Regions from separate parts of the Mus musculus genome. Here regions 1, 2, 4, 5, 6 and 7 are each linked to region 3. The links are chromatin contacts, called in public HiCAR-type, HiChIP or PLAC-seq and promoter capture Hi-C maps. All regions are on one chromosome and are shown on one strand. Each heading gives the region's core, a stretch centred on a gene start, on an enhancer-like site or on the middle of the called end of the contact. The rest is flanking DNA. Distances are from core to core; before and after follow the strand shown. Region 1 has its middle 50 kb from the start of Gm46480. Region 2 has its middle 30 kb from the start of Gm46480. Region 3 holds the start of Gucy1b2 (guanylate cyclase 1, soluble, beta 2). Region 4 holds the start of 4930556J02Rik (RIKEN cDNA 4930556J02 gene). Region 5 has its middle 8.7 kb from the start of Gm35247. Region 6 has its middle 17 kb from the start of Gm41171. Region 7 overlaps Spryd7 (SPRY domain containing 7).

Region 1 (3,561 bases), core at 443-2,942, 700 kb before region 3:
ATGGCTAAGATAAAAAGCTCAAGTGATAGTATGTGCTTGTGAGGGTATGTAATAGGGGGAACACTTTTCCATTGCTGGTGGGGGTGCAAACTTGTACAACCCATTTGGAAATCAATTTGGCACTTTCCCAGAAAGCTGGGAACAGTTCTACCTCCAAACCCAGCAATACCACTCCTGGGCATATACCCAAAAGGTGCCCCACTATATACCAAAGGGACACGTTCATACCAGCTTTATTCACAATAGCCAGAAACTGGAAACAACCTAGATGTCCCTCAACTGAAAAATCAAGAAAATGTAGTATATCTATACAATGGAATACTATTCAGCTATTAAAGACAAAGACATCATGAATTCTGCAGGCAAATAGATGGAACTTGAGAATATCATCCCAAGTGAGATAACCCAGACCCAGAAAGACACATACAGTGTGTGCTCACTTATAAGTGGACATTAGCCATAAATTACAGGATAACCATGCTACAATCCACAGACCCACAGAAACTTGGCAATAAAGAGGTCCCAAGGGAAGATGTGTGAATGTCGCTCAGAAGAGAAATTAGATAGCTATCAAAGGTGGATGGAGAGAAGGGAAGAGGTGGGAATAGCGGTGAGGAGGGGAATGGGGATGGTGATTAGGTGAAGGAGAGAGGGCTGGGAGTGAGAGTGGTAATGGTGGGGGTGGGGCGGGGATCTCTGGTGACTAGCAGGAGGCCTGGGACTGGAGAGGATTCAGGAGTTTATGGGAGTGACTCTAGCTTAGATTCCTACTAGAGGGTGATATAGAGACTGAAATGGCCACCTCCTGTAGCCAGGCAGGACTTCCACCCACAAAACCTTTAACCAAAGTTTTGTCCTGCCTACAAGATGTACAGGAATAAAGATGGGAGCAGAGATTGAGGGAACAGCCAATCAATGACAGACCCAACCTGCAGAGACCCACCTCATGTGAGAGAGCCAACCCCTGGCACTATTAACTCTGCTATGCTTGCAAGATAGGAACTGAGCACAACTGTCTCCTGAGAGTCTCCATCCAGCAGCAGATGGAGGCAGAGATGCAGAGACTCACAGCCTAACATCAGGTGGAGCCTGGGAAGTCCCCTGGAATCGTGGGGGATGGAAATGAGCAAGGAGGAGGACCAAGGACACCACAAGAAGAGCCACAGAGTCAACTAACCTGAGACCATAGGGGTGCACAGAGCTTGGGCCACCAACCAGGCAGCATGCAGGAACTGGATCTAGACCCCAGACCCATCTATAGCAAATGTATAGCTTGGTTTTCCTGTGGCTCCCTTAACAAGTGAAGCAGGGGCTGTCTTAGTCTCTGTTCCCTGCCAATGGATCCTCTTCCCCTACCTGAACTGGCTGGTTGGGCCTTAGTAGGAGAGGATATGCCTAGTCCTGCTGGGACTAGATACCCCAGGGTAGGGTGATACCCAAGACAGGGTGGGGGTGGGGGGTGGGGGGGTGGGGGGTGTCTCCCCTTCTCTGCAGAGAAAGGGAAGGGGCAATGGGGGGAATGAGAAGGGGAAGTGGGACTGTAAAATAAATAAATAAAAAAAAAGAATGAAATGCACACATACACAGTGGATTGACAGACTTATGATAAATGCACACAGCTGTAAACCCTGATCAGGGTTGGCTCAGAATGTTGCCACCATTTCAGGATGCTCTCTTTGCACTCCTTCCTGTCATCTCCACCCTGCCTCAGAGGCAACTGTCCTGACTTCTTGCCTAACATGGTGTATTTACATATATAACCATGCAACTGCTTTGGGGAGTGAAAAAAAAAAAGACCTTTTATTTCATTGTTAACACTGAATCTGAATTCCTGGCTGGTTAAAACGTGGCCTCCAGGTCCTTGGGGCTCAGAATTATAGATTTCCATCCAGGGCAGATCAGGGCTCAGTGTCCAGTTGACAACAGAAGCCTTAAATGCTTTCTTAGGCAGCTCATCCTTATGACAAGACAGGAGTGAAAATGGGAAGAGGGTTTGGGAAGAGAAACTGGCTGAAGGATTTTAGTCACTGAATGCACACAGACCTGCCAGGCGGCTTGTCCAGTGGGGGCGGGGCAGAGGATTTTTTTCCCCCCCAAGCCCAGGCTGGGAAGGAAGGTCCACTCTTGCGCTTCCTTCTCCATAGGTTCCTCTTTCTCTAACTCATTCTGGTTTCCATCCTCTTCCTCGCCTGCTGGGGGTGAGGCTGTGATGGGAACACTGGGCTCTGGAGGTGTTCCTTCCCACAGTGTTCTCTCTCTCTCTCTCTCTCTCTCTCTCTCTCTCTCTCTCTCTCTCTCTCTCTCTCTCTCTCTCTCTCTCTCTCTCTCTCTCTCTCTCTCTCTCTCTCTCTCTCTCTCTCTCTCTCTCTCTCGGCAGGGCTGGGGAGGGAGGGAGAGCAGCCAGCCCGCCTTGGTCGTGAGTCAGCAGCTCTCCCCTCCTACCCAGGGAGAGGCTGTGCCAAGTCGCCCGCCCTCCCAGACTGGAGCACAGAAGTCCCTAGGGACCGTGTCTGGTGGGACATGGAGAAAGTGAGAGCCTGCCGCGGGCATGCCACGTGTTCCTGAGCGTGTGCACTCCGCTGAGCAGTTCTTACATAGCCTTCCTGGGCCTTTAGAAAGCATTTGAAAGTGGTTATGTATGGGAAGGCATGGCACAAATGCAAACAAGTTAAATTGCGTCTAGAATGTATAATGCAGTTTTCAAAACGTTATAAAACCTCTCGAAGAGGGGTTTCCTCTTTTAAGTTTTTGTTTAATTCTTGTGAACAGCCTTAAATACAGTTCAGCTTTGCAGTGTGCAGGCGTAGGGAGCATAACTAATTCTGTCCCCAGGAGATTACTTTGTCTTTGGAAGCGCCATCGTTTGTACTATTTTTAGCCAAGGAACCATATGCATTTTCGAGTAAAAAGCTGTCCTATTACTGTTTGGTAGTTTGTTTTTTATAAAACCACATACTGTTAGATAATGAAGAGAAACATTTCTAAGCTCAGGTTGCATATATTGTGAATCACGTGCCTTTCCCTTCATTTTGAATAAATACATAATAAAAATCCCTGTGATTTATTTATTTTCACATAGCTTACTTGCCTCCCAAGATTCACAAGATCTATTTCAGTAGTTGCTAAAAAGTAAATTCCCGAAATCCCATATTGTGTAGAACTATCTCAGGAACTCTGTCTGAGTTTAACAAAAGCGCTGTCATAGCAACATCTGGTTATATGTAATAGAGAGTATGTTGCATGTGCATATCTAAAGAAATGTAATATGGCATTTCCACCTCCAGTTCTGGATACAGTGATACAAGTTTTAACTACTCAAAACCTTTAGTGAGGACAGTTTACTGATTAAAAATGTTCAGTAGCAGGTGTTGCATCTCACATGTTCCTCTTGTCTAAAAGATGGCTTCATTGGGGCTGGCTTACAGGTTCAGAGGTTCAGTCCATTATCACCAAGGTGGGAACATGGCAGCGACCAGACAGGCATGGTGCAGGAAGAACTGAGAGTTCTACATCTTCATCTGAAAGCCGCTGGAAGACTGGCTTCCTGGCAGCTATGACAAG
Region 2 (3,826 bases), core at 1,126-3,625, 720 kb before region 3:
TAAGAGTCACAAGGAAGTGCAAAGTCACATTATTCAGGTTATCTTTTAAGACAGTTTCTAAGAGCCCCTAACAATAGCACCTTTGCAAAGCGGGTTCCAGCAATGGTCAGGGTGGGTCAGGGTGACTTTCTTTGAATGAATACTCCTTGAACCCAGGAAGTGGGTGGGTGGAGGAATGTCGCTATCTGTTTTATGATTAGCATACCTTGGAGCACTGAGTTTACTACTCTTTCATTAGCACAGGAAAATAGTGTTGGGGTGTGCAGAACATCCTGCGTATGGGACTCCTTCTTGTGGGGTTGGCTTATGAAAGGTGTAGCTCCTACAATCTCTAGTCCAATAGACCAGGAGGCAAAACCTGCTACAATGGTCTTTATTCTGTGATAAACTTTCTCTTTGCTCAGTGGCTAGTCCAAAAGAAAGGTGTCAGATGACTTGAGGTCTGAGATAGCTAGCCTTGTCTAGAAGTTTTATCCACAGCAATATAAACAAAACAAGACATACCTAATACACAATAACAAAACCCTAAAACAAAAGACTGGCTTTCCTTAGATTCTGTGGCCATTCCTGCTGCTGCTGTCCCCTGTGACTTGGAAGCAGATTTCCTATTCCATTGTTCTTCTATTCTCCCTCTTCTTGGTGGCTACCTGTTGCAGTGCGGCTTAACTGCTCTACACCGTGCCCGAGACTCTTTCCCTGAGCCTAACCATCCGGCTTCTCACCATTCAGCTCATTCTCCTTTCTAGCTTACACCAGCCATTTGGGCTGATGAAATCTTTAGCTTTTCCCAGCCAGACTCTGTGCAGCTAGCTAAAATGACCTTGAACCTATCATCCTGCTTCTACTTCCTGAAAGTGGGGATTGCAGGCCCGAGCTAACTTGGCTTGGCTTCTGTGGTGTTGGGGATGGAAGGCAAGGCTTTGTGCGTGCCAGGGAAGCTCTTTACTACCTGAGATCCATCCAATCCTGCTTCTCTGATCCAATTTTAAAACCTGTCACTTCACCACTGCTAACTCTGGAGGCAGCACATTCCTTTTATGGTGATTTAGAAAACTAGATGTAATTGCTTCATAATGATTTTCTTCCTAGACTTCCTGTTCAGCTCAAAATTTTGTTATCCTCAGGTGTTCACAGCAAGTTGCTAAGGAAAACGCAAAATCTGCCACTAACACAAATAGCCTCTCACAGGAATTTTGGAGTTGATTTTGTTTTAGATAATCTGTCATTAATTGTGTCTCCCCCTCACCACTCCCTCCCACTCTCCCCCCCCCCCATTTCAAGGGTAAACAAGAATTCACTGAGAAATCAGGTGATTAAACTCCAGGTGGGCACTCCTCACAGCTGGGGTGAGTAGCTATTATAATAAGTCACAGAGCTTCAAATGAAAAGCCCTTAAAAACTCTTTAAATAATAAAGCATTTAAGAGTTTGTTGGAATTAAGAAAAAAAAATACATGAAAATACTTCATCAGAAGGAATGAAAAGTTGTTGCCCTCACTGCCTTTCAACATACAGTCAACGATGAGCCCACCACGCTCCAACAGAGAGTACGCTCCAACAGAGAGTACCAAACTCTCGGTCACACAGACAACCGTGCTTTAAAAATCCCTGAACGAAACAAAGGGGCCTGGACATAGGAAAGTGACTTGTTGCAGAGCTGCAGAGCCGGGTGGGGACTGTACAGGAAGGAAGGCGGTAAGGGGGAGGGAGGGTTGAGAGTCATCAAAATGTGTTGTATGTGGGTATGGAACTGTTGAAAAGCAAATTTAGCCAATAAAAAACAAGAGTACACACAAAAATAAAAAGTATTTTCATCATCATGAGAAAAAGTGCAAAGAATTAATTATCCTTGTAAAATTGGAAAATGTTTCATTCGCTAACAATAAAAAATGGCTTTTGCTGGCATTGTTTTTGTTTTAGGAGTAAAAAAAATAATGTAATCCTTATAGAGTCTTACAGGCAAGTAAACTTGTGAGACTTAATTGGACACGAAGTAAATGTGAAAGCTAAATGTGGTTTGGACAGTGCTACACACGCACAACTCTCCTGGTGTAATTTGCATGAAAAGGAAATCAAAGAGCGAGAACTCTCAGGCTGATCGGCTGTGAAGGACTTAATTCAAAACAGTTTTCTGCTTGAAAAAAAGTGATTTATTTTAAATGTACTTTTGAAAAACAAAAGCCTTACTGGTAACCACCATTTTAGGTGTATTATCTCAATGTGGGATTTCAGTAAAAGGTCAAATCTTATAGAAGTATTTTTGGTCTGACTCAGTCCTGATCACAGATAAATTTTATCAAGAAAATGAAACGAGTTGAGCATTTTAAAACCCGGAGAGAGAGCTTGTTTAAAGAGGCAGCACTTCCCCCTCCCTGCCCCCGCCACAATAAAGACTCTAAGGAGAGAACTTTGGTTGAGAAAAATCTAAAATGAACACATTTAGATGCTCCTGTGCAAGTTTTCTGCACACAGGTTAGAATGGTAGTCGGGCTGCTTTGGAGCAAACAAGGCACAGTTGCTGTTTTGTTTTGTTTCAGTTCAATAGGCAAATTGAACTTCCTGCTTTATAACTGCCCTTGATTAAAGTGCTCTATTTTATCCCAGAAGTGCAAGTGGGGAGCTTTAACTTCAGTTTAAACCTTGTTTAACAGTCCCCAGCCCACTTCCCGAGGAACTCCCTGTGGACCATTCTCATTTTTTTTTTTCCAGGATCTAGTATGACTTCTGTATTTGTCATTGGCTAGGGAGCATTCCCAAGCCTGGCCTTGCTGGCAGCTCCCTGGGCTGATGTCCTGACTCACTGTGGGAGAAGACTCTGTCATCCTTGCCAAAAAGGAAGCCCTGACCTGACCAGCCCCTTACTCATTAACCTCAGCTAGTCCAGAGGTTGGAATGAGGGAGCGAAGGAAGCTACCGTAGATCTGTGGATTAAACTGTGCACCAAGGAAAGAGCAAGCAAGCCTCAAGTCCTTGAAAAGGCCCGCTTGCAGGGAGTTGGCGGTGGGGTCGGGGTGGGGTAGTGCAAAGCAGCCTAACTCAGAAGCTCACCAGCCTACAGTAGGGTCAAGCCTTGGTTCACACAGGAACTTCAAGTTCAGGCTATGGTGGCTTGGTGTTGCTGCTTGTTATTGCCCCACTGATTGGGAGCTGCTGTGGCAGATACGGCCTCACTTCCAGATAGAGGCTAGACTTCATATGGCTAGGCTAGGAAAGGACTCAGATTTAACAATCAAAATATTGAATGCACGCCACATTCTCCCCAATCTACTGTTGAAAAATCGCAAGCCAAACCACTGTTTAATGTGTCCAGCAGTGAGAGCCTGTGTGGGTCAAGCTTCCTGGTCTCCAACTCATTTCCTATTCCTATAGAAGCTGTACAGTCCGCTGGAGGTGCAGAGGTAGTACAACCTCCAGGCTTGAGACCTGTTTGTACGCTCAGCAAGAATCTGCCTGAGAGAAGAGAGTTGACTCCAGGCAATTTTCATTTTTCTACCTTCCCTCTGACAAAACCCCATCTTGACTCCTGCGCCTTTAACAGCTCTTTGCTGTGTAAACTCTGGTGAGCACTACTGACCTGAACAGGGCTAGATTCTGCTGCTAGCTTGTGTCTGCTTTTCCTTACAGAGAACACTCAGATTTGGTTCATATATTGGCAGCAACATGTCCAGCCTGGACAGTGACAGTATTCTAGGCCAACTGGGATCTGTCACCGAAGATAAGGATAGTGAGTTTGAAGCTAGGTATGGGTGGTGCTTTGAATATGCTTGGCCCGGGGAGTGGCACTATTTGGAGGTGTGGCCTTGTTGGAGTGGGTGTGGCCTTGTTGG
Region 3 (3,489 bases), core at 763-3,262:
TATACCCCTCAGGAAGGCTGTCTCTTACAGGGTGCTGTCTACTGGGAGGCTTCTAATTAAACCACTTTGGATGTCATCCAAGGAATGCCTGCCTCAACCAGCACTTGGCACTGTCATGCTATCATGTGGAGTCCACTGGGGCCTGAAAACTTTATTCTTCCACTGAGTCACTGCTATGTTGAAGGCCCAGGTAAACTGTTGCCTGAAGTCTACTTCCTGAGTATTACTTGGAGTCACAGATGAGAAACCCAGCCACTAACCAGATCCCCTGAGTATCCCTCCGAGGCTGTTCCAGTGACCTGGCATCTGTGGTGCGAAGGCAAGATGACCAATAAATAAATGTCACAAACCAAAGGAAGAGGGTTCCCAGACCACACGAGGGCCACAGCACCCTAAAATCTGACTCACAGTTAAGACAGCATCTCCCAAACTTGACTACGCAGGAGGCTGAGATGGTTCACTGAAATCAGTGCCCAGACATACCTCTGAAGGTACCTGGCCACGTGTCTCAGGAGCTCCAGCCTCCTCTCAGCCCTCTCCCACCCAGCTGCAGCTCGCCTGAGAAAAGCTTTCCTGGCATCTCTGTCCTTGACTTTTTCCAGTGTGTTTGTTCCTGTCTTCACTGGCTGGCTCCAGCTATGCTCTGGAGAGGCCAGACCCTCAGAGACACCAGGACTGAGGGAAGCTGCCTCTTCACTCCAGAAGAGTGATTTTGTGTACTTGCAAAAGCTAGAAGACTCTGTGCTGATTCTCTGTGGAGAGGACGTGTGGTCCTGAGAAAATGTCTCCAAGATAGATGATTTCCATAATTATGCTTCCCAAACCTTCCCACCACATTCAGCTGACAGCTCTTTCGGCCCTGCCAAGTGTACTTGCTCTGATCCCCCCCTCTTACAGCCCTCAGCCCCCTCCCCGCTTTTACAAACACACACAAACACTCATGCTCACACTTCACAATAAGCAAATGGTTAAAAAAAAAACCAACTCCCTCTTTCTTTTTCATGAAGCAGATGGTAGGTCTCAGGAACTTGGTGGAAATTAGGCTTTCTGATTTTCTAATAAATTTTAGCATCTCACATAAGAAGCACGAGCTCATTTTCATTCTGATGTTAAGTACCATATGGCCCATCATCCAAGGAACGTGGCAGCTTCATACCCAGAGTGATGTGGAAGGGAGGAGCGTCCCTATGAGGCCAGTGTGTATAAACCAATCGGATTCCAGGGTGAATGCCTTTTGATAATAATATTGTATATGGCAGAGGACTAATTATCCCTCTTTTATGGTATGTGTTAATTTTCTCTGCCAGTTTCCCTAATTACAACTGCCACCCAAAGGACTACTCTTTGTAAATACTCTGTAAACATTTGAAAAGACACAGACAGCGTGTGCATGAGGAAGGCTGTCCCTGGCTTTCGAAGCTGTCTGCAAGATTAGCTGGCATCTCGTAGGTTTTTCAGATGCATTAGCAGCTGGGGAGGACTTGTTACTGTATGGGAAGACACCCCTCCGTTCCCATGACATCACGGGCTTCCCTGTATATTCTGGGATCATTGTTTTGAGAGACCAGTTTTTTGGCTTTTTGGGGGGTTGAGAGGGTTTTATTATTTTGTTTTGTTGTTTTGTTTGTTTGTGACTTCCTTTGTTGCTCTGAAGTGAATAGTCTCACAAATTACGGCAAACATATATGCTAGCATAACTCATACCCAGATATAAATGGAGTGTCTGCATTGTCCAGCAAGTTCCCTTGGTGCCCCTATTCAGCCACCCCCAACCTCTCCCACTGCGCTCCTCACTGTACCTGTAGATGGGTTCGCTTGCTCCTAAACTCCGCTCGCAGAGGCTCATACAGCACACCGTCTGCTGTGTCTGACATTTTAACTTTTAGCGTATACTCAGCACACAACACTTCAGACATCACCATCCTTTCAATTAGACAGGTGTTTGTAAATACAACCTCATCACACACACACACACTTCTGATTACATGTAAGCTGACCCAGCAAGACAGACTTAGCATCCTGTGCGATGAGAAACAAGCTTTCATTGTTTAGAGGATACCACATGCTTAAATAAGCTTTAGCTATTGGTTAAGGAAGCAATGCTGGACAAGGCATCTCGCAGGGGCAAGGATCTGCGCGGGCGGAGAAGTCCCACCCTTCTCTGGTTTGACTGACTGTTTTCCCTTTGCATCTGTGTAGCATTGTACGCTATCTGATTGACTCCCCTGGCGTGGCTAACATCTCACTGACAGGTGGCTAAGTGGGGATAAGTGGGCTAAAGGTAAGGCTGGGGTAAAAGCCAGGCTTTCCAGCCAGTCACCATGGGACTGGCTATTGGCCTTGCCATTTGGAACACTGGGGAGGGAAACTGTTCTCCATAGTAGACTGAGCAACAGGGCAAGACCCTGTCTTTAAAAACAAAACAAAATGAAACAAGAGTGTCGGGAGAGCAGCGTTGTGATTGGTGCTTGTAATCTCTAGGACAGCTGAGGCAGGGGAATGGGGAGCTCAAGGCAGTAAGACCCGTTCTCAGAAACAAACAATAATTATTAATAATGATGATAATGATAAATACAGTCTGAAACAAAGGCTCCACATTTCTTCCAGACCTATCTCAATAGTTATTAATTCAGCATGCAAAAGTCAGAGGAGCCAATCCCAGAAGACAGTCCATCCCCCTAAACAGCCACAGCGGACAGCCGTGCTTTAGACCCATCACAACAGCTACGGAAATCATTTGCTTTTAACCACACGCTGCGCAGTACTGGGTCCCGCACATTCCTCCTGGTTTAGGATAAATCACACAAAACTGCTGGGTTTTCACCAGTGGGTGTGAGCAATGTCATTAGATTCTACGTAATTTCCTTTCCTCCTTACTGTGACCCTGTAAAGTTGGTCCTCTTACCATTAACTCCCTCGAAAGACAAAACAGTGGTGCAGAGAAACCAGAGGTTTTCTTGTAGCTGCCACACTGCAGCAGCTTAGTGAATCAAGTGATATCCCTTTTCTAGGAAAGTCAATAATACTTGACTCTTTCAAAAATAAATGAGATGGATGGATGGATGGATAGATGGTAGATAGATAGATAGATAGATAGATAGATAGATAGATAGATAAAAGCTCTCTCAATCAGGTACACTGGAAGATGGAGTTTTGATTTGCATGTGGACCGGGACTTGGGCACTTACTCCTTTCATTTCGCATCAGCGCCTTCGCTTGGGATCCAGAAAGCCAGAAAAAACATAGGCTTTTTCCACAGTGAGGACGTTCACCCACGAGCCCAGCTCGCCTCCAGGCGGCGTGAACCTGCTCTACCTCATCCTCTCTTCAACTTGCTTTTTAAAATTTCAGTCGGTGGCCGACCAGGAATTGTTGGACGCGAAGCGCCATCGTGTGGCCAAAGTTATGTATACCTACAGATCCTAGTAAGGTAAGGGCGATTGATGTTCATAAATCTAAAAGCATTGTGATGTGCAGGGGCTCATTTGA
Region 4 (3,553 bases), core at 408-2,907, 960 kb before region 3:
CCACAGTAGCTGTTTCACAGTGGAGAGGCCAACAGCCTGGCGGTTGCTCCATCTATGGGGTTGGATGCTTGGCAAGCCCAATCTGGCATGGAAACCCTGGACAGCTCCTGGAAAGCTGCTGGTACTCAGTCAACAATGGAAGCCCAGAAACACTGGTTCTGATACCCGAGAAGGAATCAACAGCACAGCAACAAACTCGACTGACTCAGCAGAGAGAATGATATACCATCAAAAGGGAGAGAATCTTCCTTCAGCTCCCTGTATCCAGGCTGCTACCAGAAGCTAATGCCCACATTTAGGCTGAGTCTTCTTTCACTAATAAAGCGATTAAGACAATTTCTCAAATGAGGTTCCCTTCTCAAGTGATTCTAATTTGTTGATATTAAAACCAACCATGACAAGGCCCAGTATTGAAATCTTGATCTCTACAGTGAAGTTATTGAAGTTGGTGAGCCTTTAAGACGGTGGTTCTCAACCTGTGGGTCTCAACCTTTTCACAGGAGTTACCTAAGACCATCAGAAAACACAGGTATTTACAGTACAATTCATAACAGTAAAATTACAGTCGTAATTTTAGAGTTGAAGGTTGTACTGGCTAGTTTTGTGTCAACTTGACACAGCTGGAGTTATCACAGAGAAAGGAGCTTCAGTTGAGGAAATGCCTCCATGAGATCCAGTTGTGAGGCATTTTCTCAATTAGTGATCAAGGGGGAAAGGCCCCTTGTGGGTGGGACCATCTCTGGGTTGGTAGTCTTGGTTCTATAAGAGAGCTGGCTAAGCAAGCCAGGAGAAGCAAGCCAGTAAAGAACATCCCTCCATGGCTTCTGCATCAGCTCCTACTTTCTGACCTGCTTGAGTTCCAGTCCTGACTTCCTTGGTGATAAATAGCAATGTGGAAAGTGTAAGCCGAATAAACCCTTTCCTCCCCAACTTGTTTCTTGGTTATGATGTTTGTGCAGGATTAAAACCCTGACTAAGACAAGGGTTCACCACAACTTGAGGAACTATATTAAAGGGTCACAGCCTTAGGAAGGTTGAGAACCACTGCTTTAAGAGATAGGGCCTCTTGGGAAATCTTATATCATTGTCTTAGAGTTAGGTTTCTATTAGGTGATAACCACCATGACCAAAAGCAACCTGAGAAAGAAAGTTCTATTTGGCTTACAGGTTATAGTCTACGATTGGAGAAAACCAAGGCAGAAACTCAGGGTAAGAATCAAGTCAGGAGCTGAAGCAGAGGTCTCTGGGGAGTGCTGGATACTGGCTTGCTCCTCATGGCTTGATCAGCCTACTTTCTAATATACCCGAGGACCACCCACTGGCCTGGGCCCTTCCATATCAATAATTAACCAAGAAAAGGCCCTGCAGACTTGTTTACAAGTAATCTGATGGAGACGTTTTCTCAGCTGAGGTTCCTCTTCCCAGATAACTCTAGCTTGTGTCAAGTTGACAGAAAACTAAGAGGAACAACCCTGGGAACATGCCCCTGGAAGAGATTGTAGGATCATAATCTCTGTCCTAAATCCGTTCCATGCCTCTGCTTTGAAAAGAATGAACAATTCTCTTATCGTGTGCTCCCAGCCATAATGGGCTGAGAAGAGCAGGGCCAACTGATTACGGAACCTCTGAAAGTGGGCTTTGATGACCTCAGCTCTTCATTACAATAGCAGAATGCTCTCTAAGACACTGAGTCAGGAGGCAAGTGACAGAAAAAGAGATGACAGACAGAAGATGGAAGAAAGATGGGGCCAATGAGAGACCGGTGGTGAATGGTGGGGGTCTCCTGGTCAAAGAATTGCTGGGGTGAGAACTTTAGAGTCATTAAAGCTGAAAGTGAGAGGAAGAAAGAGTCAGGAAGTGAGGGACTGAAAACTGAGTCTTAGGGGTCTGATGGTTATAGGCGATGACTGGTGGAGTCTATGAGTTCCAAGGTGGGTGTGAGGTGAAAGTTCATTTGATGTGGGGAGCCAAGGAGTGCAGGGGCCAAGGTGTTGAGTGGGCTGTTCCCTAATCGCAAGACCAGTATTGAGGATGGAGATCACAAGCCCACTACTCAACCATCCTCAAGTGTTGTGGACTGTTTCCTCCAAAATTGAGTCCTTTGACTCTATCCTGCAGGGAAGATTCTCAACCAGGAAGGCAAACAACTTAAAATAGCTCCAGGAAGTCTTTCAAACTGACCAGTTTACTGGACCTCCTCTAAGCAATAAAAGCAGCAAAGGAGATTCTGAGACAAGACCAGATGCTTGGAAGAAGCAAAAGCCAGCCCAGCTGCCTGGAAAGGTTTAGATCAACTGAGTCATCGGGAAAGAATATGATCTAACGTGTTTAGGTGCCTCCGACTGTGCAGTGTGCTCATTTCCGCTCCTGTAAGTAACTCCTTTCCCACACTCCTGCAAGTAACCCTACTAAAACTCAGTGATCCACCAAGATGGAATTAGGCAGTATCCATACTTTGGTTATCATTGTTTCCCCACCTGAGCTGAGTAGACACGTGTGTTGCATCTTCCCAGGAAAAGTTTTGTCACAGAACATCATGTAACAAGGAAAAGTGGCAAGGGCGCTAAATGGTGGCAACACCAAGAGAGTGGCAAGTCCTTAATCTGGTGGCATCCACTAATTAGATTAGAAGCTACCAAAGTGTACCCTCAGTGCAAAGCACATTCTGGGCCTATGCCAGACCTGCTGCCTTGGCAACCAAAGGCATAAGGTTCTGAACCCATGTTCTAATAAATTCCACCAGGAATTTGGCTGTAGGCTGAAGTCTAAGAACAGGAGTGGTCCCTGGCTTAGAGCAGCAGAGAGGGAGTAGATGCAACTGTCTCTCAGGAGGAGAAAACGAAGTGAGGGTGGTGGAGTGGGGTTGAGGAAGTGAGAGAAGACAGATTGCCAGGAGGAAGAGGGGGCAGATGGTCTGCAGTGTAAGGGCAAAGATTCAGTCTGTTTGTGGCACAGAGCCGAGAGGTCAGCTGGAAAGTGAGGCTTGGGTCAGAACCACATCCTGCCACGGCTCCCAGCTGAGGCCTAAGATGGGCTCCTGTAGGAAAGCTGCACTGGCCTCTGTGGGACACAATAATAAAGACACGGATGTTCCCAATCTACCCCAAGGGGCTTTGAGAACAAGACAAACAAACAAACCCAACTGTTAGGATCTGCCCAGGACCTCTAAGACCAAGTTCTCAGCACATACCTTAAAGGATTTGCCCTGGAGGGGCAAAGGGCAGGGAAGAAGAGACAAACAGGAAATAGAAGATGAGAGAGAAGGGGACAGGGAGAGGGGGCAGGAGTATTTGTCCTAGAGGGACTGCCTTAGGATAGAGAGAAGACCCATGTGGTCCACAGGCAAATGGCAGTTTATAAAGGTAAAATGGGATTTAAATACTTCCAGAGTCAAATGAGCCACAGAGAGTCAGAGGCATCTTTTGTCCTCAATCAGCCAGTATTTGAGACAGTCTAAGAGCTCTTCCTGTCTCAAACTCCTTTCCCACTGGTGACAAGGCATATGAGAAATTCCAGCCCTTGGTAGGCTGAGATTACAAATTCTACGCAGCCG
Region 5 (3,568 bases), core at 897-3,396, 650 kb before region 3:
TTTCCAATCTGTGGTTCAGTGTTTCAGGGTGCACCTGACATCTGCTTAGCTTCTCTTCCCTATTTCCTTGTCAGATGCACCCAGACCCTTGCCTCTGCTGCTCCTTCTAGACACATACTTTGGATTAGAAAGATTCGTGAAAGGAGGAAGCAGAAAGATGGAAAGATTCCCTTTAATTTGTCTTCCAGATTTAGAAGTGGGCTTCTGAAATAGTTCTTAAAGAGCTCCCCTCCCCGGACAGACATAAGCCACTGTCCCTCAGGGAATGAGTGTCTTGCATGACATTCTATCCACTCAAGCCAGAGGGACTGGTTACAAGATGACCTGACTTCCTTCCCAACATGCTCTCCCCCCCCCCTCCCCATGTTACAATGGCCTGCTTTACACATGGAGAAGTATCGTCTATCACACTACACCCCCGTCATCATTTATTTCATGACTTTTATAATGCATGGCTTTACATTGATTTTTTTTTCAAGTCAGGGTTTCTCTGTGTAGCCCTGGCTGTCCTGAAACTCACCAGGCTGGCCTCGAACTTAGAAATCCACCTGCCTCTGCCTCCCAAGTGCTGGGGTTAAAGGCGTGCACCACCACGCCCGGCTTAAAATGAATTTTGTGGTGGATTGGATGAGAAGTCCCGTATTGTCACAGGTATTTGAATACTTAGTCCTCAGCTGGTGGCACTGTTCAGGCAGGTTTAGGAGGTGTGGTCTTGCTGGAGGAGGTGTGTCACTGGGGGGTGGGCTTTGAGCTTTTAAAAACCCTGCACCATTTCAGTCTGCTCTTTGCTTCCTGCTTGTGTTTCAAGATGTAAGTCCTCAGCTTCCAGATCCAGTTGCCACACCTGCCATGGTGACAGACTTCTGTTCTTCTGGACTGTAAACCCAATAAGCCCTTCATTCTATACATTGCCTTGGCCATGGTGTTTTATCTCAGTAACACAAGTTGTAATATAAGAGACAAAGTGGGGTGAAGATGCCAGGAAAGACTTGTATGTAAGAGGCTGCGGCAAGTTGGACTGCATCTGTGTACGACGGTGTCTTAGTCTCTGAGGCAAGTGAAAGTGTGGGAGTATCTTTCTGTGTGTGTCAAAAACTAGTGGGAAGCAGGCAGAAGTAGAAAATACACCAGTCTCACTTTACTTAACAAGAGCATTACCGGGAAGTTGTTGAAATGTCAAAACAAATCCCGTGTTGTGCTGGATATAGAAACATGCTCTGCAAACTTCATCTGAGATGTCACAGTTAATTTCCCGACAGCTCTGCAGTCCTAGCGGCCTGCCGGGGTACCGGGGGCACCTGGCAGGGAAGTCCTCGCATCTGAGGAAGGCTGTGAATGGAAGGAAGTGTTCTGGCTGAAGTCCCTCCCTTTTAAATCTGCAGTGGGTGGAACTCTCTCCATAGCCCTCTCTGCCAGATGCAGCTGCACACCTGAAAGGAGGAAGGAGTGATGCGTCCTTCATTTCATTACCTACGCTCCTGGCTGCTCTGGGACGGGGTCCACACGGCAGTGTTTGGTGACGAGAGCTGAACTGAATAGCCTCTGCTCTTGTGCTGGGCCTCACCTGATTTCTGTCAATTCCCTAAGATGGTGCCTGTCTTAGGATTACTATCGCTGCGGTGAAACACCATGACTAAAGGGGAGGGAAGGGTTTATTTGGCTTACACTCTCATATCACAGTTCATCATCAAAGAATTAGGGCAGGAAGTCAGACAGGGCAGGAACCTGGAAGCAGGAGCTGACACAGAAGCCATGGAGTAGTGTTGCTTGCTGGCTTGCTCCCCATGGCTTTCTCAGTCTGCTTTCTTATAAAATCCCAGACCTCCTGCCCAGGGTTGGCCCCACCCATAATGGGCTGGGCCCTCCCAAATCAATCAGTAATTAAAAAAATGTCCTACAGGGTTGCCTACAGAGGAGGTATTTTTCTTAGTTGAGGTCCCCCCTTCTGATGTCTTTAGCTTGAGCCAAGTTGATATATAGTACTCTCTGAGGATCTTACTCTAAAGGGAGGAGGGATGGGAGAATTTCAGGTAGAATCAGGGTACCAGAGGAAAGAGTTTGTGAGAAAGGTGCTTCTGAGCCACGCCATGGAGGTCTCGGTTTCTGCTGTGCAGAAAGCCACATCTGGAGATGTCAGCAGTACTGTCCTGCACAAGCAGGTCTCTCTTAGTCAGTGCGGAAAGTCCCTTCACGTGTAAGTCTGTACTCCTTGATGACTGTGCCTTCGGGTTAAGGAAAACTTTGACATTCCCAGAAACCTCTACAGTTTGGATTGACAGGATGCCCACTGTTTTCTGGGCTGAAACTGGGCAGAAGAGTTGGAAGACTGGGCCTGAAGTGACGGTATCTCTGTTGGTACCAGGTCGCCAGTCTCTGCAGCATCAGCCTCCAGAATCTTTGGGTGCCCTGCCTGGGCATTCTAGGGTCCTACTTTATAGTTTCTATATTGTGTCCGAGGTGTTCTTCCCTAAGGGGCCCTGGACTACAGAAATTATATTTGTAGCCAGGGGATTTATTTATAATTTGCTACAGATGGCCAGTGGCTTTTCTTTTTTTTAAAGCAGCTTTCCTTCTTCCTTTTGCATTTTCCCACACCCACTCCCACTTACAGTTGGCAGCCTTCCCAGTACCTCCTCACCACTAGGGACTTATATTAATAGTCAGGTTTTGGTGGCAGGGGGGTGGGTGGTACGGGGAGGGGAGAGCAGGAGCAAGCTAGCATGAGAGAGAACATGAGCCCCCAACTGGATTGCCTGCCTCCTGTTATCTCTAACTATTAATTTTTACATCACTGATTCTTTACGCTTATGAATTAAATACTAAATAGAGGTCAAAGTCTTGTGGCCAGGAAGGAGGATCAATACTCACTGGCTGCTGTAGGACAGGATGCGGGGGGAGGGCAGCTTCCAAGGATGTAAGATTGCAGTCTTCTACAGAGGAGCAGTGGGGGATGCTGGATGCAGGTGAGAAGCTGAGAGAGAGCTGAAAACGCATGGTGCAGTGGATCTGGACAGGTCTTGACTGGAAAGACGGCTCAGTGACTAACAACGTCTCCAAGCTTTAGCCAACGTTACCTTATTGGTAAAATGAACTCACGAAGTTGTTACGATAATCAAATGGAATGATATATGTGAAAACATTTACTCTCACACACAAGGCCCTTCATAAGTACTGTTTTATCTTTCCTTTCATTAGGCAGGAACGAGAATAAAAGCCAAGGACCGAAAACCCCCATGTACTAGGAATATAGCTTCCATTTTTCTTTTCCATAATATTTTCATAATGCTCTAAGCCATATGGGTAATTGTTTCAACATTTAATTTTCCACTGAATTATTTAATTACATTTATGACAAGCACGTATTATTTTGAGCATGTTAGCAGAGCCGTTAGCTTATTCTAATGGATTTACAACGTGCCCAGACACTCTTTCATTGCTGATTCTGTGTTGATAGAAAACTATGCTGCCTGCTGTAGATCTATCTTGCTTCAACCATAGTTTAATCAAATGGAATTCTTTTAAAGCCTAGATAAGGTCCCCCCTAGAGGAAAAGAGCAAGAAGATTTTC
Region 6 (3,711 bases), core at 189-2,688, 590 kb before region 3:
TCTCCATCTTATCGTGGGCCGCATCATAAATAATGGGGGAAAACTGTCTGCAATGGTTTGCGTTTTCTTAGACTATTTGGAAATTTCCAGCTTTGTGTACAATACTGAAGACTTCTGACCTCGGGCATGGCAGCATGAGGAGATCTATGGTTTGTCCTCTCAGCCTGTGGGCAGTAATCCCTCTGCAGGGGCTATCACTGTCCTGAAATCTCTGAATGTTGGCTAAGTGCATGGGAAACAAATTCATGGCCAGAAAAGGACCTTAATAAAGAGAATGTATTTCTCCAGGGAACACTCTTAACTCTTTTATGTATCTGCCTGTAATCTCACAAATAAATTGATAATTCTATTTTGTCTTTGAACATTTATTATTTCTCTAGGAAATAATATGAGGGAAGGTTTATTGTATAGTCCTTTATACACTTAAACTTCAAGGTACATTTAGAGCAGTGGTTCTCTCAGCTTCCCTAATTCTGAGACCCTTTAATACAGTTCTTCATGTTATGGTGACCTCCAACCATAAAATTATTTTCGTTGCTATTTTATAACTATAATTTTCTACTGTTATGAGTTGTAATGTAAATATCTTTGTTTTCCAATGGTCTTAGGTCACCCCTGTGAAAGGGTCATTTGACGCCCAAAGGGGTCTTGCCCTACAGGTTGAGAACTGCTGGCTTAGAGATAACTGTAGGCCAGTTTTCATAAGCTGCCCAAGCTTCAGAACAAGGCTCTCCCAGTCCTCCATTCCTTCCCTACCTCTAACACTCCTCATTACACCCGAGGTCACTCTGCCCGCTTTTGCATTGTGCTTTAAACTAGACAAAGGCTTAGGTTGCAGCTTTGCGTGCTACACAGAAGGGCTTTGACCTTGGGCTTGGCAAGCATGAGGCGAGGTCTGGTTTGTCTTTGAAGGTAGCGGCAGAGGCCAGAAGAAGGTGTTGTGCCTCCTGGAATTTGAGTTACAGGTGGTTGTGAGCTACCCGAAATGGGTGTTGGGAATTGAACTTGGTTCTTAGAAAGAATGGTATGTGCTCTTAACTGCTCTAGCTCCAAACCAGTACACTTTTATCTGCCTTAACTGTGCACACTTAGTCAGAACTATCCTTTCTGCTCTGTGTGTACCCTGGAAAATTGTATTTACCTTATAAAGATTCAGTCCAAATACTACCCTTCTTCACCCCACAAAGTGTGTGTGTGTGTGTGTGTGTGTGTGTGGTTGGTGGACATTTAGCTCAGGAAACTGCTCACCAGAAGTCTGTGTGAATCGTTGAAAAGTCAGTATGTGCTGACTCATCTCTATTTTGGCCCCATAGCCCTGTGAGAGGCAATGCAATAGATATGATGTCTTTGATAGTCTTTCTTGATAGCCTAGCAGACTGTGAGATAGTGCAATTAGAGGGATTAGTAACCAGTTAAATGGTTGAAGCCAGGAATGACTGATTGATGGAGTCAGGCCTACGGAATTGCTTCCTGTGGAGAACTGCCAGGCATTTGTGCTTGGCTCTGTCTTGGAAAAAAAGAAGTATCAATAATGAGTCACTGAGAGTGAATTTAGGTCATGTGTTGACCCCCTCCCATTTAGTGATTTAAAACACAAACACTGCCTTCTTTTACACCACTTCTTCACCAAGATGCGATGGGCCACAGATGGGGCTCCTTGCTTTGTGATACTGTTGAACTCATGATCCATAACACTGTCGGCTGCCTAGGCAGTAGGAAAAGAAAGTGTGAGGAAGCTCCCTCACAGAGAGGCTCATAGCTCCCTCACAGAGAGGCTCATAGCTCGCTCACAGAGAGGCTCATAGCTTGCTCACAGGGAGGCTCATGACTCGCTCACAGAGAGGTTCGTCTGTACCAGCGCTCCATGTGAGGGCAGAAAGGCCAGCCGGGCACCTACAACCAACCCTGTTTGTGACTTCCTTCACCCTTCTCACAGCTGATAGGGACGGAAAGAAGGGCAATGTTGGGCGATGCTCATTTGGGAGGAGAGAAGATAGCAACTGTTGGGTAACCTATAAGGGTTCTGGACTTTTTCCACGTCTTGTTTGTCTGCGCCTGGATAAGTCTCTTACTTTCTCCAACAGGACTGTCACTGACAGAAAGGACCCGAGGCTGCTAAGAGGTACTGGGCAGCCAGGGCTGGCTGGTGGCTCCAAGGTTTGAGTTAGCTCTCTACACCGGAGCTGTGTAAAATGTTTTTATTGTAAAATCTTAATTGAAGACGGCACTGTTTATCAGTTTTTAAAAACACTGGCTTCTTGTAAAAGCTTAATGTAATTTATCTTGAAGTCTCTGTTGCAGTTTCCTGATGGATCTTTGCTGACCCTCAAAAACAGTATGCCAAACCTCTTACATTACCTCTGTGTTATTTATGTAGTTTAAATACTTTCCTAAAAAAAAAAAAAAAGAACCAACAGGCCTTTGAATTCACTTTGTTATTCCTGTGAGTCTAACTTTGCTTGATTTAGATTTTCTGTTTCTTTTCCTCATCACTATTGGCTAATTTCCCCACTCTGTTACCCCACCCTGCTATCCAGCCTTTCTTCTTTTCCAATTGGGTGGTTAGCCCAAGTTTCTTCTTTGCATCAGTAGGTTTTTCTTTTTCTTTTTTTAAAAAAAATTTTATTAGGTATTTTCCTCATTTACATTTCCAATGCTATCCCAAAAGTCCCCCATACCCTCCCCCCCAACTCCCCTACCCACTCACTCCCCCTTTTTGGCCCTGGCATTCCCCTGTACTGGGGCATATAAAGTTTGCATGTCAAATGGGCCTCTCTTTCCAGTGATGGCCGACTAGGCCATCTTTTGATACACATGCAGCTAGAGTCAAGAGCTCTGGGGTACTGGTTAGTTCATAATGTTGTTCCACCTATTGGGTTGCAGATCCCTTTAGCTCCTTGGGTACTTTCTCTAGCTCCTCCATTGGGGGCCCTGCGATCCATCCAATAGCTGACTGTGAGCATCCAGTGTTTGCTAGGCCCCGGCATAGTCTCACAAGAGACAGCTCTATCTGGGTCCTTTCAGCAAAATCTTGCTGGTGTGTGCAATGGTGTCAGCGTTTGGAGGCTGATTATGGGATGGATCCTTGGGTTTGCTACCCTTTGCCTTAAAAGCAGTCCTTACTTAGGTTTTTGTTTTCACGAGCGTCTTTTATGCCTTTCTTTTTCTTACTTTTGTTTATTTTTGCTAAGTTGTTTTGACCATGGCTCTAATTCATAGAGGTCCTATCCTCATATTTTATCAGCAATATGAAGTGGATGGTATGATTCTGTTGCTGCATTCTTTGAGATGTTTGTGTTTTAGCAGGTAATGGGTCTCTCAGGGCCCATGGTCCATCTTCCTTATCTCTGTGCTCTGGCATAGCTCCTAGTTTATTTCAGTTTTAGCTACTTTTCTTGTTGCTGTGCTCAGATATCCTACAGGAAGAACTTAAGGAAGAAGGCATTGTATTGGCCTTTAATTGGAAAGGGGGAAACAGTTGAGTTCACTGTGGTGAGGATGGTGTGACTGGAGGAGTGTGAGAGGGCTGGTTAGGTTGCATCTGCAGAAAGGAAGCAGAGAGTGGCCTGGAAATGTAGCCAGGCTACGGCGTCTCGAGGCCTGCCTCCAGTGAGCTATTTCTCTGGTAGAGCTCTGCTCTCTCAGTTTTCAAAGGTTCCTAAAAGAGGGCCACCACCTGAGGAGTAAGTGTTCAAACTCTCAGGCCTCTAG
Region 7 (3,785 bases), core at 167-2,666, 930 kb before region 3:
CTTCACAACTCAGTTTTAAAACTGTGTTTGAGGCTAGAAATGTGGTTCAGTGGTGGAATATTTGCTCAGCATGCATGAGGCATGGATCCAGTCTCCAACACTCCAGACAAAACAACTGCCTTCTAGCCTTGGATGGAACAATTCTATTCCTTAACAGCGTAAAAGTAACAGCAGCGCCTCTGCCTCTAAATATTCCTCTTTATTGGGGGTTTCTGGTGGCTTAGTTCTCAGCAACCCAGACAAATACTGAAGTGCTTATTTACATATTAGAGGAGACACTGCCAGTCTCCCAGCAGCCCTCAGAACCTGTGGCTCCTCCCAGCTCTTCTCACCCTAATCCCTACTCTCAGCCTTTTCTTAGCTCCATTTCCTTGGTGTGGGACTCCTCTCTTCATCTCCCTCCCAGTCTCTCCTCTCGTGGTCCTGTTTAGTGTGCCGGCCATGTTCATCCTGGACTCCTCTCTGCCTGTTTTCTCCGATACCTACAATAAAAATCTTCTCTGCACTTTAGGAGTGGTCATGTCCACCTCCTTTTATTTCATTTTTTAATTCAAACATGCGTTTGGGTGCATGTGGAAGACAGAGGTCAATCATGGATGGCATTCCTCAGACAATATACACCTTGGTTTTTAAAGCAAGGACCTGGGGCTTATTGATCTGACTAAGCTGGCCAGCCAGAGAGTCTCAGAGATCCTCCAGTCTGTGGCTCCCCACCGCTAGGATCGTAGATGAGTACTGCTTTGATGTCTTTTAAACATGGGTGCTAAAGATGGAACTTGGGTTCTCAAGTTTGCACGGAGAGCACTTCATTAGTGAATTACCTCAACCCCTACACACTATTTTATTTTATTGAGGCAGGGTCTCACTATGTTGCTCCAATTGACCTAGACTTCACTATGTAGACCAGGCTGGCTGATCTCACAGCAATCCACCTGCCTCTGCCTTATGAGTGCTAGGATTAAAAACATATGGTAGCACACCTAGCTCTTTTTTATTCTTTTTATTTATTTGAATGTGTATACAAGTAAGAACAGGTGCCCATGGAGGCCAGAAGAGAGTGTTGGATCCCTTAGAACTGGAAATATAGGCCATTGTGAGTCACTCAGCATGGGTGCTGACACCCAACATGGGTGCTGAGAACTTAACTCCGATGCCCCCAAGGGCAGTACATGCTCTTAACCACTGGTCCATCTCTCCAGCCCCAACTATTCCTACCTTAAAGCCCAAGATTTGCCACTTGTTTAGTTTCAGGAATTTGTTAAGCAAACTTTAAATTCACTCCTTTCATCAACATACACTGTGAAAGTGAATCCTGACTGTCAACCTGATTGGAGTAAGAAACGAGGGCATTAATGCAGCACATTGTTTGCTGAGTCATCCAGAGAGCAGTCGAAGGGGAAGCGCCTGCCCTGAATGTGGGGGGCAACACCCCGTGGGCTGGAGTCCTGGGCTGGATAAAGAGGAAACCACCTGCTGAGCACCAGTACACCCCTTTCTCTGTTTCCTGGTTCTCTGAAATGTGGAAGATCAACTTGTACTCATATGGCATTGCCAAGAGCCTTCTTGCTCCCCGCCTCCCTGCCGGGATGGACTGAACCCTCAAACGTGACCCCTCCTCTCTGTTTTTGTCTGATATTTGTCATAGCGTCTAGAAAAGGCACTAATATACTCATAGGCTCTCACAGGTCTGCTCAGAATCTTTCTCAGTCTTGACACCCAGATGGAAAGAAGTGGCTCCCACTCCTTTCAACCACTTTAGATCCCCAACCCCATCCCCGCCACCACCCCCTCCCCCCGATTTTCACTGGAAATGCCATTAAGTCAAGTCCAGAAAGAAAAAAGCTGGGAAATAGGTTTACTGTTTTGTCACTTAAAGTGGTTGGGGAGATTCTTTGCTTAGTTTACAAATTTTTTTCCTAATTGTGTTCAATGGACACTTTGGATGATCATTACAACTTGTACTGGTAGCTTCGGGACCTCTCCCTGAAAGTCAAAGCACATGGGAGATCATCACATGCCACTTCTACATTGCTCTGACCAAAATACAGTTAAAAAGGTGGAATTACTCACTTGGGCTCATGGTTTTAGAGGGTTCCCTTCATCATGGTGGAAGGGCTCAGCCAGACCAAGGAGGGTAGTTCACTCATGGGGCAGGAAGGAAGCAGAGACAAGTGGGGAAAGGACAGCAAGGCTCAGCCCATGACACTTCCCTTCCAATGTGACCTGCTTCTTCTGACTAGGCCCTGCCTTCTGCTTCACCCATCCCAATAATATAATCATTTATGACTCCACCTGGTGACTAATTCACTCGGTAGGTCAGAGGCCTTGTGATCTATGTTCTCTGGAAACGCCCTCACAGACACTTCCACAGGTGTGCTTTGCCAATGTCCTAGGCATTTCTCAATTCAACCAAGCTGACAAGACTAACCATCACAGAGTTGTGACTCCTGTTCCAAACACTTCACTTGTCACCTCTGTCTCTGCTCAAAGATGAGAACTACTTTCCTAAATAACTTTCACTTCAAAACAGAATAAAATTTTGTTTTTTGTTTTGTTTTGTTTTTCAAGGCAGTGTTTCCCATGGCTATCCTGGAACTCACTCCTTAGAGTAAGCTGGCCTCAAACTCAGAGACCTGCCACCACTGCCCAGCTTCAAACAGGATAAATCTCAGTATCAGAAGTCCTGGTATAGATTCTTGTTTCCTTAATTTCCTAGGACTTACCAAAGCCCTGAATGAAACAGGATTATAATTTTAGAAGACACTTAGCATGACCTATGTCATCAAGGATTTTGGGATAGTTATCTTGCCTGTGCAGACACTGTGTATGCTTCTGTTGTGTTCTGGATATTGTGCTGACAGGACAGGCCTGCTCCTACCTCAGCTGACCCCTAGAGATAGATAGCAGCTCTTCCTGCCAGCAGCATGTACTTTCCATGCAAACTAACCAGAGGGCCTACCTTCTGTATTACACTCTAGGACAATATTCTTTGTCCTGATCACCCCTTGACTAGGCAACAACAAGGGACAATGCTAACAGCCCAAGACTGCTAACATTATTCAAATTAGCTAATCCTAATCTACCTAGGAGAACACACAAAAGCATTTCTCCTCTAACACACCTTTTTCTTCATTCTCTCTGCCTTGAAGTGCTGGGCACTGGTCCCTGAGCTGCACATATGCCTGTAAACAACTTACCACAGACCTCCACCCTTAGCCCTGCACTGCTCTCTATTTCATGGATGGCCACCATTCCCTGATCTGCTGACCTTGCCGTGTGCTTTGCTTTCAACATGCCCCCAACAGCCGTTAGGAAGTAGATCCCCAGAGTGCTGGTGCCAGAGGTAAAACCTGACAGGAGGCATCTGGGCTGTGAGGCAACTACCACTGTGAATGGATCGATGCTGTTTTGGCAGTGGGTCTGCCTATTCTACCCTCCCAAGGCAGTCAAGAATAAACTTTTTTTTTTTTCCAAATGACAAATCACCATATGCCCGAGCACAATCATAATTGTCCTTCATGGAATACACTGTGCAAATCAGATGCCTGTATGGACCTTTTGATGCTTTATTTCTAGTTGCTCTTTTATAATGAAAAATGTAGAATACTACAGAATACTATTCAGATGTAAATAAAATCATTATGTTTACAGGTTAAGTAGATAGGAAGATCATATTGAGTAAGGTAACTCAGACCCAGAAAGACAAATGTCACATGTTCTCATTTACTGAAGGCTCCTAGTCCTCATCCCTCCGTGGAACTTTTCTTTGCAACAGATCCATTTTA

Evidence for each region. Promoter capture Hi-C pulls out the DNA fragments that hold promoters and counts their contacts. HiCAR-type assays count read pairs that join an accessible place to other places. HiChIP or PLAC-seq counts read pairs in DNA pulled down with a chosen protein or histone mark.
Region 1: a promoter capture Hi-C map of pre-B cells shows a contact between it and region 3. The contact joins the enhancer-like site here to the promoter of Gucy1b2 in region 3. A contact is called at or near these places in 12 of 39 promoter capture datasets (the 3T3-L1 cell line, 3T3-L1-derived adipocytes, the C10 cell line and 5 more), 1 of 484 Hi-C or Micro-C datasets (embryonic stem cells) and 7 of 115 datasets of contacts at active chromatin or transcription factors (astrocytes, craniofacial prominence, embryonic basal ganglia and 4 more).
Region 2: an H3K27ac HiChIP or PLAC-seq map of embryonic stem cells shows a contact between it and region 3, with 4 times the contacts expected there. The contact joins the enhancer-like site here to the promoter of Gucy1b2 in region 3. A contact is called at or near these places in 8 of 39 promoter capture datasets (3T3-L1-derived adipocytes, the C10 cell line, the HPC-7 cell line and 5 more), 1 of 15 datasets of contacts at CTCF or cohesin (large pre-B cells), 3 of 484 Hi-C or Micro-C datasets (the N1E-115 cell line, embryonic stem cells and olfactory sensory neurons), 4 of 115 datasets of contacts at active chromatin or transcription factors (astrocytes, embryonic basal ganglia, embryonic stem cells and 1 more) and 3 of 9 other capture datasets (adipose tissue, embryonic stem cells and macrophages).
Region 4: a contact with region 3 is called in a HiCAR-type map of astrocytes, with 7 times the contacts expected there. The contact joins the promoter of 4930556J02Rik here to the promoter of Gucy1b2 in region 3. A contact is called at or near these places in 12 of 39 promoter capture datasets (the 3T3-L1 cell line, 3T3-L1-derived adipocytes, the C10 cell line and 8 more), 1 of 15 datasets of contacts at CTCF or cohesin (pro-B cells), 4 of 484 Hi-C or Micro-C datasets (the G1E-ER4 cell line, the N1E-115 cell line, myocytes and 1 more), 2 of 115 datasets of contacts at active chromatin or transcription factors (astrocytes and embryonic basal ganglia) and 2 of 9 other capture datasets (embryonic stem cells and liver).
Region 5: a contact with region 3 is called in a promoter capture Hi-C map of hippocampal neurons, with 6 times the contacts expected there. The contact joins the enhancer-like site here to the promoter of Gucy1b2 in region 3. A contact is called at or near these places in 9 of 39 promoter capture datasets (3T3-L1-derived adipocytes, the C10 cell line, cranial neural crest and 5 more), 1 of 484 Hi-C or Micro-C datasets (the HL-1 cell line), 2 of 115 datasets of contacts at active chromatin or transcription factors (astrocytes and embryonic basal ganglia) and 3 of 9 other capture datasets (adipose tissue, embryonic stem cells and liver).
Region 6: a promoter capture Hi-C map of embryonic stem cells shows a contact between it and region 3, with 6 times the contacts expected there. The contact joins the enhancer-like site here to the promoter of Gucy1b2 in region 3. A contact is called at or near these places in 16 of 39 promoter capture datasets (the 3T3-L1 cell line, 3T3-L1-derived adipocytes, the C10 cell line and 9 more), 1 of 15 datasets of contacts at CTCF or cohesin (large pre-B cells), 2 of 484 Hi-C or Micro-C datasets (cerebellum and cortical neurons), 2 of 115 datasets of contacts at active chromatin or transcription factors (astrocytes and embryonic stem cells) and 4 of 9 other capture datasets (adipose tissue, embryonic stem cells, liver and 1 more).
Region 7: a contact with region 3 is called in an H3K27ac HiChIP or PLAC-seq map of bone marrow-derived dendritic cells, with 16 times the contacts expected there. The contact joins the enhancer-like site here to the promoter of Gucy1b2 in region 3. A contact is called at or near these places in 15 of 39 promoter capture datasets (the 3T3-L1 cell line, the C10 cell line, the HPC-7 cell line and 9 more), 4 of 15 datasets of contacts at CTCF or cohesin (embryonic stem cells, large pre-B cells, pro-B cells and 1 more), 1 of 484 Hi-C or Micro-C datasets (cortical neurons), 5 of 115 datasets of contacts at active chromatin or transcription factors (bone marrow-derived dendritic cells, embryonic basal ganglia, embryonic stem cells and 1 more) and 2 of 9 other capture datasets (adipose tissue and embryonic stem cells).

The regions. Positions count from the first base shown.
Region 1 is chr14:61,755,164-61,758,724 of GRCm38.p6, forward strand. No RefSeq gene overlaps it. Among named protein-coding and RNA genes, the nearest start is that of Gm46480, 50 kb to the left of the region's middle. Within about 2 kb of position 1,693, at least 127 of the 459 cell types and tissues checked have an H3K27ac peak or open chromatin away from gene starts, as enhancers often do. A contact at or near this core is called in craniofacial prominence, embryonic basal ganglia, forebrain and 2 more, where this site is marked.
Region 2 is chr14:61,734,901-61,738,726 of GRCm38.p6, forward strand. No RefSeq gene overlaps it. Among named protein-coding and RNA genes, the nearest start is that of Gm46480, 30 kb to the left of the region's middle. Within about 2 kb of position 2,376, at least 137 of the 459 cell types and tissues checked have an H3K27ac peak or open chromatin away from gene starts, as enhancers often do. A contact at or near this core is called in the HPC-7 cell line, adipose tissue, embryonic stem cells and 1 more, where this site is marked.
Region 3 is chr14:62,454,277-62,457,765 of GRCm38.p6, forward strand. Gucy1b2 (guanylate cyclase 1, soluble, beta 2) reads right to left here and starts at 2,013. Exons shown (of 17, transcript NM_172810.3): 1 at 1,800-2,013. The coding sequence starts at 1,922. Gm41172 (a long non-coding RNA gene) reads left to right here and starts at 2,191. Exons shown (of 3, transcript XR_874685.1): 1 at 2,191-2,281; 2 at 3,352-3,430.
Region 4 is chr14:61,491,031-61,494,583 of GRCm38.p6, forward strand. It overlaps 4930556J02Rik (RIKEN cDNA 4930556J02 gene), which reads left to right and starts at 1,658. Exons shown (of 3, transcript NR_045714.1): 1 at 1,658-1,803; 2 at 2,119-2,369.
Region 5 is chr14:61,807,300-61,810,867 of GRCm38.p6, forward strand. No RefSeq gene overlaps it. Among named protein-coding and RNA genes, the nearest start is that of Gm35247, 8.7 kb to the right of the region's middle. Within about 2 kb of position 2,147, at least 16 of the 459 cell types and tissues checked have an H3K27ac peak or open chromatin away from gene starts, as enhancers often do. A contact at or near this core is called in hippocampal neurons, where this site is marked.
Region 6 is chr14:61,862,288-61,865,998 of GRCm38.p6, forward strand. No RefSeq gene overlaps it. Among named protein-coding and RNA genes, the nearest start is that of Gm41171, 17 kb to the left of the region's middle. Within about 2 kb of position 1,439, at least 30 of the 459 cell types and tissues checked have an H3K27ac peak or open chromatin away from gene starts, as enhancers often do. A contact at or near this core is called in adipose tissue, where this site is marked.
Region 7 is chr14:61,528,300-61,532,084 of GRCm38.p6, forward strand. Spryd7 (SPRY domain containing 7) reads right to left here. Exons shown (of 5, transcript NM_025697.4): 5 at 3,552-3,785. Among named protein-coding and RNA genes, the nearest start is that of Spryd7, 27 kb to the right of the region's middle. Within about 2 kb of position 1,417, at least 51 of the 459 cell types and tissues checked have an H3K27ac peak or open chromatin away from gene starts, as enhancers often do. A contact at or near this core is called in the HPC-7 cell line and bone marrow-derived dendritic cells, where this site is marked.